Linked DNA regions of Oryctolagus cuniculus: region 2 is linked to region 1. A link is a contact called in public Micro-C data. All regions are on one chromosome and are shown on one strand. Each heading gives the region's core, a stretch centred on a gene start, on an enhancer-like site or on the middle of the called end of the contact. The rest is flanking DNA. Distances are from core to core; before and after follow the strand shown. Region 1 holds the start of EIF4G3 (eukaryotic translation initiation factor 4 gamma 3). Region 2 holds the start of HP1BP3 (heterochromatin protein 1 binding protein 3).

Region 1 (6,770 bases), core at 2,106-4,605:
GAGTGAACCAGCAGTTGGAAAAAAATAACATAACATAACATAACATAAAATAAAGGAACCACTAATTATATTCTCAGGAGCCTCTCAGAATCTCTTACAGGGAGCTGGAGTGAATGTATCTTAAGGTAAATATTTGGAGGTACCAATTTCTTCAACTATAAGCTCCATGCTGGATTATGCTATGAAAACTCTAAGCATATTTTTCCCTTGCTTTTAGCACTTTTTATATGAGGGATTTTCTTCTTCCAGCCCCAACCATCCTGGTCAGCCCTCCGCTTCTACAGTCAAAGACTACTACTTCAGATCGCCTGACAGGCCCTGCTATGTAACACAGATGCCTACTTAAGCAGGTTCCAGTTTATATTCAGATCCTTTATTGATAAAATCTCCCTCATTTCTGATTTGTCATTCGAATTCCAAATACAACATACACCTTCCCAGGAGAATCTCTTCACAGAATTTTGCAAACTTAAAATGTGTTTTAATTCAATGCACAATCAACTACACTGGTGTATTCTGAGGAACTGGAGATCCATTTAAGCCGAGGAAGAGCAACTGTGGGCTCTACACTCCAGCCTTGACGATGCTTCAGCGCTAGCAACACATCCCAGATGACCTCTTGGGTCAAACACAAATTCCCATGCTCCCTTAGGGTAGAAAAGCAAACTGTTCTACTTCAATCCATTTTTAACCAAGTCCCCATTACCAGTTGATAACATCCCACCACTGGTGTCTTCTGATGAAATAAATCTGTCATCTACACTTCATTTACTACTTCTATAATAAGCTTTTGTATTTTAGCAACTGTAACCTTTCAGTATGTAAAGCAAAGAGAAGATAACCAGAACTGTGAAATACATGAAAAGGAAAATTAATTTTAGCTTCAATGGCATGAGGCAAAGTAAAAACACAAAGCCCATAAAACCAAGTATCCTCTACTACCACAAATAGTTGTAGAAATGACCTCCCCTGGAAATTACATATCAAATTTATCCCCTTAACAAAACTGCTTATCTTATTTCTAAGAAAATTAAGCTGCAGCACTAGTAACTACTTTCATGGTGCAACCAACTCAGAGCTTTTATAAGCCCTTCCTTTGCAAAACACACTGAGAAAAAACATTCTTGAAATAGTCACAGCTCTTTGTGTCCAAATAAGCCACCAAATTCACGAAACAGTGTCATATTGCATCCCACAGTCCCTACTTACTACTTTCCCACTTCTGACAATTGCCAAAACAGTTCAAAGATGTAGATAATAATTTACTTAGTGACACAGTACAGAAACTTAACAGTCCTATTCAAGAATGGTCAATCCAAAGGGGAAAAAAAAAAAAATCCCAAACTGAAATTAGAAAGCAATTTAAACTCCAGGCCAGCATTGTGGCGTAGCAGGTAAAGCCACCACCTGAAACACCAGCATCCCATATGGGCTTTTCATGGTGTCCTGGTTGCACTACTTCCCATCCAGCTCCCTGCTAATGGCCTGGGAAAGCAGCGGAGGACAACCCAAGTGCTTGGGCCTCTGCCACCCACGTGGGAGACCCGGATGAAGCTCCTGGCTCCTGGCCTCGGCCTGGCCTAGCCTTGGCCACTTCAGCCAAATGGGGAGTGAACTAGTAGATGAAAGATTTCTCTGTTAACTCTTTCAAATGAATAAAATCTTCAAAAAAAAAAAAAAAGGAATTTAAACTCCAAAAGTATTAGGTTACCATATGTCTAAGAGATTCAGCACTCCACTCCGACTTGAAGTAGGCAAACTAATCCATTTGCTTTCCCTTCACAGCACAGAAACTAGGTAGTGATCCAATCTTCCACAAACAACATTCTCATCGGTGAACAATTCTTAATTGAACAGAATCACGCTAGGAAAAAAATGACTAAAATCACTACACACATCACACTGCGGTGGAATTCATCCTTCCTCTGTGCCACACTGCCTGGACTGAAAAATGCGGACTAACAATATCTAAAGAGCAGAGAAAATGACACTTGACAGAAACCAAACAACGACCTGAAATGACTCCAGAAGGGAGATGCTTTTCCCTTCTCAAAGGAATCGATACAGACAAGAATCCAACTACAGACTGTGAAATGATCTGTGGACCTCACAGCGGTCAGCTTCCTATTTGCACAACCACCCTACTACCTCTCAAAGTCAAACACACGATGATACAAACACAAAAACACAACACATCTAACAGCCAGTAATTATTTATTGATTTACACAAATACAATGAACGTGGGGAAGAGGGGGTGCATGATGAAGACCGCAGGTCGTGCTTCCCTAAACCTCCACGGTTTAGTTTTGTTAACTAAAATATCCCATCACCAAGTCTTTTCACTCCAATCTGCCCACAACTCTACCGGAGCAAATAACAGGACGTCAGACACATTCAATGCTAGAGTTTTCTCCCGGAGCCATGGTACCGTCTAGCTCTGAGGACTACGAACGGTAAGTTAAAGCCCTTTTAAAAATATTCGGCGGCAACACGAGCTTCCAAGAAGTGAGACTTTTGGGGGTGCCGGGTAACGTCAGTTCACTTCCTCTTCCTTTCAAAAGGTCAAAGACAGGGAAGCGTCCGCGGCAACATTTCCTCCTCCGACCGCCTTCTACCACAAACCACAGCACAACTCCCCCGGTCGCTGGAAAACACTGGCCGGAGGGAGCGCCTCCCGCACACCCCCCCAGACCGCAAAGCCGACTTACCTGGGAAGCGAGCCGACGGGCGGCACTCAGCAGAGAGACCACTGGAGTTCACTATGCATTAATCATGACAATTAGGGAAGCCCACCGTGCCCCGCGGCGGGGCGCGCAGAGGGAGCCGAGGAGGAGGAGGGTGTAATCCTCACAACAAACAGAGGGAGCCTTCCCCGCAGGGCCGGTCCCGGCACCAGCACGTTCGGCCCAATAAAGGGGGGAGGGGGCGGCGAGGGGACGGCGGGGTCCCCCAGATCCAACAGAAGCCCGGCCGCGGGAAGCTACTTTTCCCAGCACCGCAGAGGGTCCCCGGGTCCCCCGCAGTGCTGCCGCCCGGGCACCCCCAAAAAGCTCCGGCAAAGCCCGGTGCGGGGGCTGAAGCAGCAGACCCTGTCCCGGCCAGCAGGAGGGTCCCCAGGCTGCGGCGACGAGAGCCGGCAGGAAGGCGAAAAGGATACTGTTGGGGCGCCTGGGTCTGGAGGGCCCTGATGTTCGGGTGAGGAGGGGCCGCCGCCGCCGCCGCCGCCGCCGCCGCCGCTGCCGGGTGAGGAGGCGGTACCGCTGCCGCCGCCGCCGCCGCCGCTCCGGTGCCGGGTCCGGTTCCTGCTGCAGCCGCTGAGCCTGATTTCAGAGCCGGTTTCTGCGGTAAACTCATGGCAAAGCGAAGCCACCAACCCCCCCAGAGCGGGACCGGGCGCGCCGGGGTGCAGGGGCCGGGGGCGGCGGGGGGGCGGGATGGGGACAGACCCGGGGAGGCGGCGGGAGCGGGGGGCCGGGGGGAGGCTGGGAGGAGGAGGAGGAGGAGGGGGCCGGGGCCGGTCACACACTCCCTCCGCCGCCGCCGCCGCCGCCGCCGCCGCCGCCGCCGCCGCCGGCAGCAGCAGCCGCCCCGCGGGCCAGCACCACCGGCTGCCGGTCTCCGTGACAACGCGACCCCGGGGGGGGGGCCGGACCCGGCGGGGGCAGGAGGCGGAGAGACCGGACCTTTCACGACAATATCCTCATGGGCCGGCGGCGGGGGGTCTTTATCCCCCTCCCCGGGGGAAGCGGCGCCCTTCTCGGTAGCGGGGCTCGGGCGATGCCAGCGGATTTTCTTCACTCAACGAGCAGAGCATCCAACATGGCGCTGCGGCCGCCTCCAGCAGTCCGGCAGGACGGCCGCTCGGAAAACTTCGGGCTTTTTCGGAAGGACTCGGGAGGCCGAGGGTGGGAAGTCCCTTCGGCTCTTTCCGGAGCCTGCGAGCGGTCGGGATTCTTCGGAAGCGCTCGGGCGCGTCTTCGGCCGCCTTTCGCGAGCGCTGTAGTGCCTCCTCCCTTTCTCGGCAACGATCGGCGAAAGGGGCTTCTTGGGCTCGCGGCGGCACGGGTGCGGGGCGGAGGGGGAGACCAAAGGCGAGGTCCGGCCCGCGCGCGAGCCCTCTCTTGCGGCCCGGCGACGCAGAACAATGGTAACGGTCCTGGAGCCTGCGGCCCGCAGAGCCCTGCCCTCAGGGGCGGAGAGGCGGCGGCGAGGCGAGAAACCGCGGTGGGTGTGGAAGGCGCCGCTTAACCAGAGCGAAACCCCAGGGTGGGGACCCGCCGCGGGGGCGTGGCAGCCTCACAAACACCCCTCGCCGGCCCTTAGCGACACCTCTGGCGTCCATTATGTCGACAGCGAGTCCTCCGACGCTGACGGGGAACGGAATGCGGAGCGCCCTTCCCGGAGGGCGCTGGGGGCCCCCCAAGAGGGAAAGGGACTGGCCCAAGGTCACACGCAGCCGGCGCTGGAGCGGAACTCCACCACAGCAGGGTGAACCTTGCGGCCCCCCACGCACCCCGGCCGGCTGGGGACGTGAGCGGACCCGCCTCAGATAATCAGCACCTTGCCCCGGCCGGGGCCGCTGGGCATGGACGCTTGCCAAGGTTCACCCCAAGACTGGGGCGCCCCGTGGCCGCCACTCCCCAGTGGCCCGTGGCAGGGTGGCGCTTGTGAAATGGGCCTTGGCTCCCCACCTGGGCCTGCTAGGAACCGCAGGCCTCGCGGGCGGAGCGGTGCGGAGCCCTGGTGTGCAAGCAGCAGCCAGCATTTGTACGCCCTATGGAGGAGGTAGCACTCACTTTGCAGATGAAAAATCAGGCTCAGTGCCGTGGCACACCAGAGAGCTGAGAAGGCGGTGGCCCCAGAAGGCCGGGAGACTTTCCCAAGGTCAGGTGGACGCTGTGGTTGGCATGGCCGCTCTTGGAGGCATGCATGACTCCTGCTACGCTGCTTTCCTTTTTTTTTTTTTTTTTTTAATTTTTAATTCACATGAAATTACACCCAGCAGATGCTTAATTCTGGACAGTCCTTAAAAGCCCCAAATGCCCCCTCTGGCAGGAAAGAGCGTCTGGAAGAGGCTGATACCACAACCCCCCCCCCCCCACTATGTTTTCCTGGATGGGGTTCCACAGTACCTGACATTAGAGAGGAAACTACTTCATACTTTGGAATCCTAAACTGTTTGGACTTGTAACATCTGATTATTATCTTTTTAAAGATTTATTTTGTTTATTTCAGAGGGAGAGAGAAAGAGAATTTCTTTTTCCAAATGCCCACAACAGCCAGGGCTGGGCCAGGCTGAAGCCAAGAGCCTGGAACTCCATCCGGGTCTCCCACGTGCGTGCAGGAACCCAAGCACTTGGGCTGTCTTTTGCTGCCTTCCCAGGCAGCTGGATCGGAAGCGGAGGTGCTGGGGCAAGGATAGACTCTAGGGCAGGGAATGCTGCGAAGCTGGCCCAAGGCGCAGCGTAATCTCAGGCACCACAACACCTTCCCATAACACCTGAGCATTTAGGTTTGGCTCTTCTGCTCCTCTCCAGACATGATCGGCTCCAGGAAAAAAGTCCAAGACGTTCCTCCATTTCTCTGGATTCTCCTTTGGAGTGCTGAGATCACCTGACTGCCTTATCCCGATCAAAATCTGCCCCCCCCCAAAAGGATTTGAGTTCTCATTTACACCCTGTTATCACTAGGGTGATAACAGACTGATAATTACTTAATTGTTATGCTTTTCTGAGCTAGTTTCATTTTGTAACTTAATAATAGCTACAAGCATCAGGCAATTACTGTGTGCCTGGTCTTTGCTAAGCACTTGAATGAACATTATCTCTGAAAACACATAGACCTTGAGCGAAATCATGTAAGTCCCTGATAAGATTCTGGCCTCGGGCAATCACTTGGGGACGCTTATAAGGAGCAAAGTCAAAAAGGCTCTCGTTCATCCAAGAGCTGGCTGCCCAACACCTCCCCGACTCACTCAACGCAAAGCAGCTAACGTTTCTCCAGCGCCTGTTACGTGCCAGGTTGCAATGCTGCTAAGCATTGTTCTTAGACGAACCCATTCCTCCCATCAACTCCATGAAGTATTATGATATCTCATTCACAAATCAGCCGAGCTCTCAGGGTGTGAAGAAGCAACCCGTATAAAGTGGAAGTGCTGGGAATCAAACCGAAGGCGTCTGACTCCGGGTCTAATTTGCCACATCGCCTTCTCTAGCGCCATCCACAAAAGCAGATTCTAACTTTCCCATTAAGAGAAAATCCCGCCCATTTCTTCAGGATCAGAGCTCTGCTCCCTACCTGGCACCCAGCACATCCAATCCAGAGCTGCAGCCACCATGGTGCGTCGCCAAAGAAGCCATTCTCCTCGCCCTGGGCCGCTTCGCTGGCTGCTCCTACAGAACTCCAAGCCATCTTATCTTCCTGGAGCCAGCTGGCTCATTTTCTGCCGCAGGGCGTGGCTCCAGCATCACCTCCCTGGGCTGAGTTAGACACCCGTCTCTAGGCCCCCTTGGCAGTGGTTGCTAACTGTCAGGTCACTCTCAGTGTTGGGCAATGAAGGTGCAACCACCGGACTCAGGTTACCAGAGATGAATCTCAGCTTTGCCATGTGCTTGCTGTATGACCTTAGAGAAGTTCTTAATCTCTCCAAGCCTGAGTTTTCTCATCTATAAAGATTCTACCTCCTCGAGTTATCATGTGAAATAAGTACAAAGCTCTTAGCTTAGTCCATGGCTCATAGTCATTTGAGGATGTATTTTTTAAAAGATTT
Region 2 (7,890 bases), core at 442-2,941, 400 kb before region 1:
TCTGTGCGGTCCCCCCGTAGTCATGGTCGGTGGGTTGCGTGTTTTTTTAACTTCATGTTAAATTAACAATGCAAAGATCTGCTTTTGGCAAGGGAAATGCTTAAACAGTTTAAATGCAGGCAATAAAGAAAGGACCGTTGAAGCTGAGCGTCCCACACTTCAGTTTCACTCCTGCACGGTAAGAAACGCACTATATAAAGAAACAGCTTAACGACGTACTGCAGGTACGGGCACCCTAACCAGCACCTGGGGAAAGCCGTTTGCTAGTTCACCATGGCACACCCGGAGCGCACCCCACGGACCCCTCACGCACGAACCCTCCGCTGCGCTGCGCTCCGCGGGGCCCTTCCTCCCGCTCCTGTCCCGGGGGTGAGGCCGACGGCTCTAGGCGGTCCCTCCCCGCAAGAATCAGCGGGCCCCGCTCGAGTCAAGACCTTCCTCGAAGCACCCACGGCCAGCCAGCCGACTCCCGACGCCCACGCCGCCTCCAGGCGCCCAGCAAGCTTAGACACGACGCCGCCCCACGAGCGCCTTGGGAAACGCGACACACAGCACACCGCACTGGCGCGAACGAGCCGGGCAGCGGTGGACGCCAGCGCTCGGCGAGGCGCGGGGGAGCTCGGCCTTCTCGCCGCCGGGGCGCCCCGGTCAGCAGCCGAGAGCCGGGGCCGCACACCCCGCGCCCGCCCCCCGGCCCGCGCGCAGGCCCCGGCTCCCCCCGCACCGCGCCGGCCCCACCGCCTCGCAGACATCCCCACGGAGCACCGACCCCGGCTCTGCGGAACTACGGGGCGGCCAAGCCCAACGCTGCCTGCCCGACCGCAGCAGGCAGAGCGCGGCGAAACAAAGCGGCGAGGCAGCGAGCGGCAGCGCTACGGGGCCGGCAGCGGGAGCAGCCGCGAGGCGGGCGGCGGCCGCGGCCGGGCCCGGGCGAGGTGACAGCTCGGGGCCCGCCCCGGCGGCGCGAGACGCGGCGGCGGGCCCCGGCGCTCCGCACACTCACCACTGGGAGCTCCGTAATGGCGGCGGCGGGGGCGGAGAACCCGGGGGGGCGGGCCCGCGGCAGCCACTCACCGCCGCCGGCATCTTTCGAACCGGCTCCGAAAACCGCTGAGGGCGTGGGGTGAGGGGAGGGCGCGGGGCGACGACGGGCCGCGGCGGCCCCCGGCGCATGCGCGCGCGCGCAGCCAATCCGGGCGCGGCGCAGGACGCCGACGCAGGCGCGCTGGGACGCAAGGGGGCGCACGGCCAGGGAAGACCTCCCCCGCCTCCCCCAACTCCAAACAAAACAAGGGCGGGAGCGCGCGCCGGAGGGCCCCGGAGGAGGCGTCCACGAGAGGGGCAGGGGGCTAGGTCGCAGGGGGGGAGCGGGGCGGAGCGGCCCGGGCAGGCAGACAAAAGGCGCCACCTCCCGGGACGCGGGCGCCCCGCCCCCTCCTCCCGGGGAGTGGCGGCGGCGGCGGCGGCGCCCCGGGCGAGCGGCCTCCGCCACTCGCCTTCGGGGCCCAGCGAGCCCGCGCCCGCTCCCCGCCCGCCTGATCCGTCCTGCGTTACCTCTGCGCTCCCCCCTTGCTGGCGCCCGCGTCCCGCACGGCCTCCCGGCGCCGCTCCTGCCACCGCTTGCCGCCTCCGCTCCGCTGTCCTCCAGGCCCGGCCGCCGAGCTCTGCCGCCCCGCCCCCCTGCCCGCGGCCCCGCGCGCGGGCGCGCGCCCGCCCGGCCCCGCCCCCCGCGCGCGCCCACGCGGACGGAGCGCGCGGGACCTGGCTCCCCGGCCGGGCGCGCGGGGGCGCGAGGGGGCGCTCGTGGGGACGGGCGAGCGCGGGCCGCGGCGGGGTGCGGCCGCGCGTTCCGGCAACTTTGCCTGCTCCCCGGGCCCTGCGCGAGCCCACGGAGGCGTCTCCCGCCGTCGGGAAGCGCACGCCGCGCGTGGGAGGGCCGCACGGCCCGCAGCGGCGCCCCACAGGGTTCCCGGCGGGGCCGAGGGTGGCCTCGCTGCGCTGCCCTACGGAAACCGGGGCTGCGTCGTCCCGGCGGAGTTGGACAGTTCGGCAAGACTCGGTGGAGAGGCGCCGGGTCTTGGGTTTTTGTTGTGTTTGGAGGGGCGGCGGCGGCGGGTCGAGCGCCCCGGGGAACAGCGTGGCTCGCTGAAGTGCAGGCGCCGGACCCCTCGCCCGGCTCCAGCTCGGCGGTCTCCCCGGTTCACGTCAGACACCCCCCCCCCCCCCCCGCCGCCGAAGGCTCCTCCCGCGGTGTCCCTACGAACGTGGTGGCTCCCCCAGGCCCGCTGGCGCTCCGCCGTCAGGTTGAGCGGGGGTGAGCACCCTGTTCCGTTCCTCAAGGTAATAGATCGCAGACATCTAGTGTTTGTTTTTTTTTTTCCAGTTATTTATTTGAAAGGCAGAGAGACCGAGATCTCCCGTTTGCCCGCTCATCCCGGCAACAGCGAGGCCAGGAGCCCAGAACTACACGGGTCTCCCTGAGGGTGGCAAGGACCTGAGTCCTGGCGCCGTCACCTGCCGCCGCCCAAGGTCTTCAGCAGGAAGCTGGATCGCAGCTGAGGAGCCGGGACTCAGCGCTCCAGGATGGACGCAGCTGCCCAGAGCAGTGGCTTGACCTCCGCCCCACGCCACTCACGCTGCTCCCTTTGTTCTTAAGACTATCCCGGGTTTATGTATCCACAAGCTTAAAACATCCTTTCTTTCTTTTTTTTTTTTAATGCTGCCATTTTTTTTAATAAGATTTATTTATTTGAAAGTCAGAATTACACAGAGAGAGGAGAGGCAGAGAGAGAGAGAGAGAGGTCTTCCATCCGATGGTTCACTCCCCACATGGCCGCAAGGGCTTCCCGCAAGGGCTTCTTCCAGGTCTCCCACATGGGTGCAGGGACCCAAGCACGTGGGCCATCTTCTGCTTTCCCAGACCACAGCAGAGAGCTGGATTGGAAGAGGAGCAGCTGGGAATAGAACCGGCACCCGTATGGGATGCTGGCGCTTCAGGCCAGGACGTTAACCCGCTGAGCCACAGACATCCTGTTTTTTCCTAAAATGTCTTTAGTCCACTGTCATACAAGATGCTGGCCCGCATCAGAGCAAACTGGGAGGTTTTTGCATTGTGGTCTAGCAGGTTAAGCGGCTGCCTGGAATGTGAGCACACCCCACTTGGGCACCAGTTACAATCCCGGGTGTCCACTTCTGATCCAGCTCCCTGCTAATGCACCCGGGAAGGCAGCAGAAGATGGCCCAAGCGCTTGGGCCCCTGCCACCCACATGGGAGACCCAGATTGAATTCTGGGCTCCTGGCTTTGGCCTTGAGCTCTAGATGTTGTGGGCGTTGAGGGGTAAACCGAGCAGATGGAAGATCTCTCTCCACCCGTGTTTCTGCCTTTATACATGAATCTGTTGTTACATTAATAACAATTTTTAAAAGCTTTAAAAAATTGTATTCTGCTGTTCACAACATGTATACCCAAGAAGGAAAAACCCTGAAGCAAAATACTCATGCATGCACACCCCATAAAACCCCGCACCAAAGCTACCACACCACTGGAAGACAGAAGCTATGGCCAGCGTCGTGGCCCGGTGTGCTCATCTGCCACCTGCGACACCTACAACCAGTGAGCAGCCGCTGCAGTCCCGGAGCTCCACTTCCGATCCAGCTCTCTGCTGTGGCCTGGGAGAGCAGCGGAAGATGGCCCAAGTCCTTGGGCCCCTGCACCTGCATGGGAGACCTGGAAGAAGCTCCTGACTCCTGGCTTCAGCCTGGCCCAGCCTCGATGTTGCAGCCATTTGGGGAGTGAACCAGCGGATAGAAGATCTCTCTCTCTCTCTCTCTCTCTCTCTGTATAACTTGTCTTTCAAGTAAAATAAATAAATAAATAAAAAAGCTGTAACCTTCCTACTTTTAAAGTGATTTGAAACTTATCGTACGTGTCTGTTGATTGAAACAGTTTAGCTCTGTGCAGTAATACGTGCAGTTTTGATGTTTGTACCTAGCCGTATCCCACGGCAGTTTGGCTTCTCCGTTTATCTCACCCGGCGGCTTTGAGCTATCCTAGTGAAAGTGCCACTCGGCTGTGTGTTGTGACAGATACGTGACGATCGCTGTGCCTTCACGGAAAGGTAAGCAGCGCTTCGTCCTCCGCACTGATGGGGCACTGCTGTCGCTCTGGGGCCGAGGCTGCCCTCAAAGGTGGGCGTCGGCAGGAGAAGACCCTCGGGCTCACAGACACCCCTCACTCCTATTGAAGTTCCACCACTCCCATTGATTGTGTTGCTTTATTCTATTCCATAGCACTTTTTTTTTTTTTTTAAGATTTACTTATTTATTTGAAAGATTTACACAGAGAAAAAGAGAGGCGGGGCGGGGGAGGGGTCTTCCATCTGCTGGTTCACTTGCCAATTGGCTGCAATGGCCAGAGCTGCACTGATCCGAAGCCAGGAGCCAGGAGCCAGGAGCTTCCTCCAGGTCTCTCACATGGGTACAGGGGCCCAAGGACTTGGGCCATCTTCCACTACCTTCCCAAGCTATGGCAGAGAGCTGGATCAGAAGAGAAGCAGCTGGGACTCGAACTGGCACCCATATGGGATGCCAGCACTGCAGGCAGTGGCTTTACCCACTGTACCATAGCACTGGCCCTCCCGTAGCACTTTTAGAGTGAGCATCAAAAAGTTGTGGCTTTAACCTCTTGGCATTTGACAGGGATCGGAGCAGCAAGAGTCCTTGGTGTCTGACCGGGAGAGGAGCTTCAGGGAGAGAGAAGTGAAAGTGGGGCTGCCTGTGATGACGTCACAATTCCTCCCCAGGCCGCCCATCCAGAACCTATCTAGGGAGCCCCAGAAACATGAGGAAGCACACAGGTTTTTAAACTAGAAAAACAAATGTTAGTAAGTCCTCACAATGTAACTGCCTAATTTTCAACCAAAACACCCGCTTTTTTTTTTTTTTTTTAATTTTTTGCCAGGCAGAGTTAGACTGAGAGAGAGAGAGAGAGAGAGAGAGAGAGTTATAGACAGGGAGAGAGAGACAGACAGAAAGGTCTTCCTTCCGTTGGTTCACTCCCCTAATGGCCGCCACAGCCAGCACTGCGCTGATCTGAAGCCAGGAGCCAGGTGCTTCCTCCTGGTCTCCCATGTGGGTGCAGGGCCCAAGCACTTGGGCCATCCTCCACTGCACTCCCGGGCATTCCTCCACTGCACTCCCGGGCCACAGCAGAGAGCTGGACTGGAAGAGGAGCAACCGGGACTAGTACCCAGCACCCCAACTGGGACTAGAACCCGGGGTGCCAGCACCGCAGGCGGAGGATTAGCCAAGTGAGCCACGGCGCCGGCCAACACCCACTTTCTTAGAAGCCAAGTCCCTGCTTAAACTTCAGTACTTGGCAAGCTTTGCAGATTTCCTGGCCAGTGATCATGGGAATCGGTGAACCAGGTAGTGTGGCTTTTTGGTGTTGGTCTTGGTTTTGGTGTTTTTCTCTTCTTGCTATCCTTCTATTCTACAGGTGTGGGATTCTGTTGGTAAAAGGTCTTGTTTTGCCTAGAGAAGCAACCTAGGTGACTTCAGTGTGTTGGGCTTCAGGATGGAAAAAGTTGCAGATTCTTAGGAATGTTCCAGACCGGAGCTCTTGGCTTGGAGGCAGCGGCTGAGCACTGAAACGCATGAGGGACTCTTCAAACAGTTCGTGGGAATGCATATGATGAAAACACCGGGCACGGATTTCACGTTGTTGGCGCCTGTATAAATGCAGCTTTGGGTTTCGTTTTGCACAAACTCTTTGAAGTCCCCTCAACATGTACCTCTTTTACTCATAGTCCACCTTGTGTCAACAAGAGAGGTTTGAAGAACAATTTTTTTACGGATGTTTGTTTTCACCCACTAGAGAGAGTTGGGGTGGCGGGGGGAGAGATCTTCTACCCCTTTGTTCAGCAACAGCGAGGGCTGGGCCGGCCCGGAGCCAGGAGCTCAGAACTCCATCTGGGTCTCCTCCGTGGTGACGGGGGCCCAGGCACTGGAGGCCACTGCGGCTGCCTCCCAGGAAGCACCAGCAGAAAGCTGTGGGACTCGAATCGGTTCCCCGATACTGCATGTGGGCGTCCCCAGTGGCGGCTTACAGCGAAGAGTAACTGACGAGCTGATGGGAGAGACAGTTTTTGTTCCTGTGGACCAGGGATCACAGCTGCGGGATTGGGATGTCATGCGGAAGTAAGCAAAACCAGGGCTGGGTTGTGTCGCCTTCGGAATGTGTGGTCTCGGCAGGGTTGGGGCTGCAGGTCACTCTTAGTCTATGGGACCTGAGAAGGGTTGGCAAGAGAGTTGCCGCGTGAGGCACGTGCCTCCCTGACACTTCATACCCCTGAGCCACAAGTGGAGGCCGAGAACGAGGTTTACTGTGACTCCCCCGCCCGCCGGGGTTTCTCCTCTTGTTTGCAGGGTGGCAGAGGCCACGACACTGGAAGCCGTGTCCCCAGGTCCTCCCTGCCAGTGGTGCGTCTCCCTCTCTCCACTGGCAGCAGCAGCCCCTTTGAAACTGTTTCTTGGCTGGCGCCACGGCTCACTAGGCTAATCCTCCGCCTTGCGGCGCCAGCACACCGGGTTCTAGTCCCGGTTGGGGCGCCGGATTCTGTCCCGGTTGCCCCTCTTCCAGGCCAGCTCTCTGCTGTGGCCCGGGAGTGCAGTGGAGGATGGCCCAGGTGCTTGGGCCCTGCACCCCATGGGAGACCAGGATAAGTACCTGGCTCCTGCCATCGGATCAGCGCGGTGCGCCAGCCGCAGTGCACCGGCCGCGGCAGCCATTGGAGGGTGAAGCAATGGCAAAAGGAAGACCTTTCTCTCTGTCTGATCCGATGGCAGGAGCCAGGTACTTCTCCTGGTCTCCCATGGGGTGCAGGGCCCAAGTACTTGGGCCATCCTCCACTGCACTCCCTGGCCACAGCAGAGAGCTGGCCTGGAAGAGGGGCAACCGGGACAGAATCCGGCGCCCCAACCGGGACTAGAACCCGGTGTGCTGGCGCCGCAAGGCGGAGGATTAGCCTAGTGATTAGCCTCAACTCTTAACCTGAGGGGGTCTGAAAGATGGGCCAAGTGTTTACTCTCATTTTCAAGATAAGGGTTGTAAAATGTTTGTTTTCATCTGCTTGAAACTGAGTGAGAGAGAGAGAGAGAGAGAGAGATCTACCATACACTGCTTTACCCCTAAATGGCCACAACAGCCAGGGCTCAGCCGGCTGAAGCCAGGAGCCAGGAAGTCCGCCCACATGGGTAGCACAAAACCAAGCGCGTGGGCCATCATCTGCTGCCTCCTGGTGCATTAGCAGGGAGCTGAACCAGAAGCCGCAGAGCTGGCACTTGGATATGGGACGCAGGTTCCCAAGTGTCGGCTTGACTCAGCGTTGCAATGGGTCTTTAGTTTGTGGCATTTGATCTATTGGGCAGAGAGATAATTCTGCCCTGCAGGGGACGAATACATTTGGAAATGTTACGACAGTGTCTTTCAGTGGGGAACAGAATCGAGAAACAAGATAACCAAGGCACTTAGCCCTGCCACTCCAGGGAAAGCCATAAGACTCGCTTTCAAGCCCGTTTTCAAGTCTGATTCTGGGACTGATGTCTTTCCTCTCTTGTCAGTGCCAGAGCATTTAGCTAGATCGAAAAGATCCTTTTTGGCCAGATGTAGTAAAACGCGGAACTTGCCTCCTTGTGTTCTGACCGTGTAACCTGAAGTCAGTGTGCCAACAGCTGCTTTGCTCTCGTCCGGCTCCCACCTGGGGCTTCATGGGCAGTCTCTGCGGTCGGGCCTGGGGTGATGGCCAGAGGTGACCGGGAGGGTCAGCGCAGTGAGCCCCGGAGGGACTAAGGTCCTGACTTCGCCACTGTGGGGAGCTTGGGGGTGAGTG

The links. Hi-C and Micro-C count contacts between places; a contact is called where the count stands out from the background.
Region 2: a Micro-C map of ear pinna shows a contact between it and region 1, with 4 times the contacts expected there. The contact joins the promoter of HP1BP3 here to the promoter of EIF4G3 in region 1. A contact is called at or near these places in 2 of 6 Hi-C or Micro-C datasets (ear pinna and psoas muscle).

What each region holds. Positions count from the first base shown.
Region 1 is chr7:149,608,471-149,615,240 of mOryCun1.1, reverse strand. It overlaps EIF4G3 (eukaryotic translation initiation factor 4 gamma 3), which reads right to left and starts at 3,355. Exons shown (of 33, transcript XM_070079168.1): 1 at 3,159-3,355. The coding sequence starts at 3,355.
Region 2 is chr7:150,003,754-150,011,643 of mOryCun1.1, reverse strand. HP1BP3 (heterochromatin protein 1 binding protein 3) reads right to left here and starts at 1,691. Exons shown (of 13, transcript XR_011390865.1): 1 at 1,555-1,691.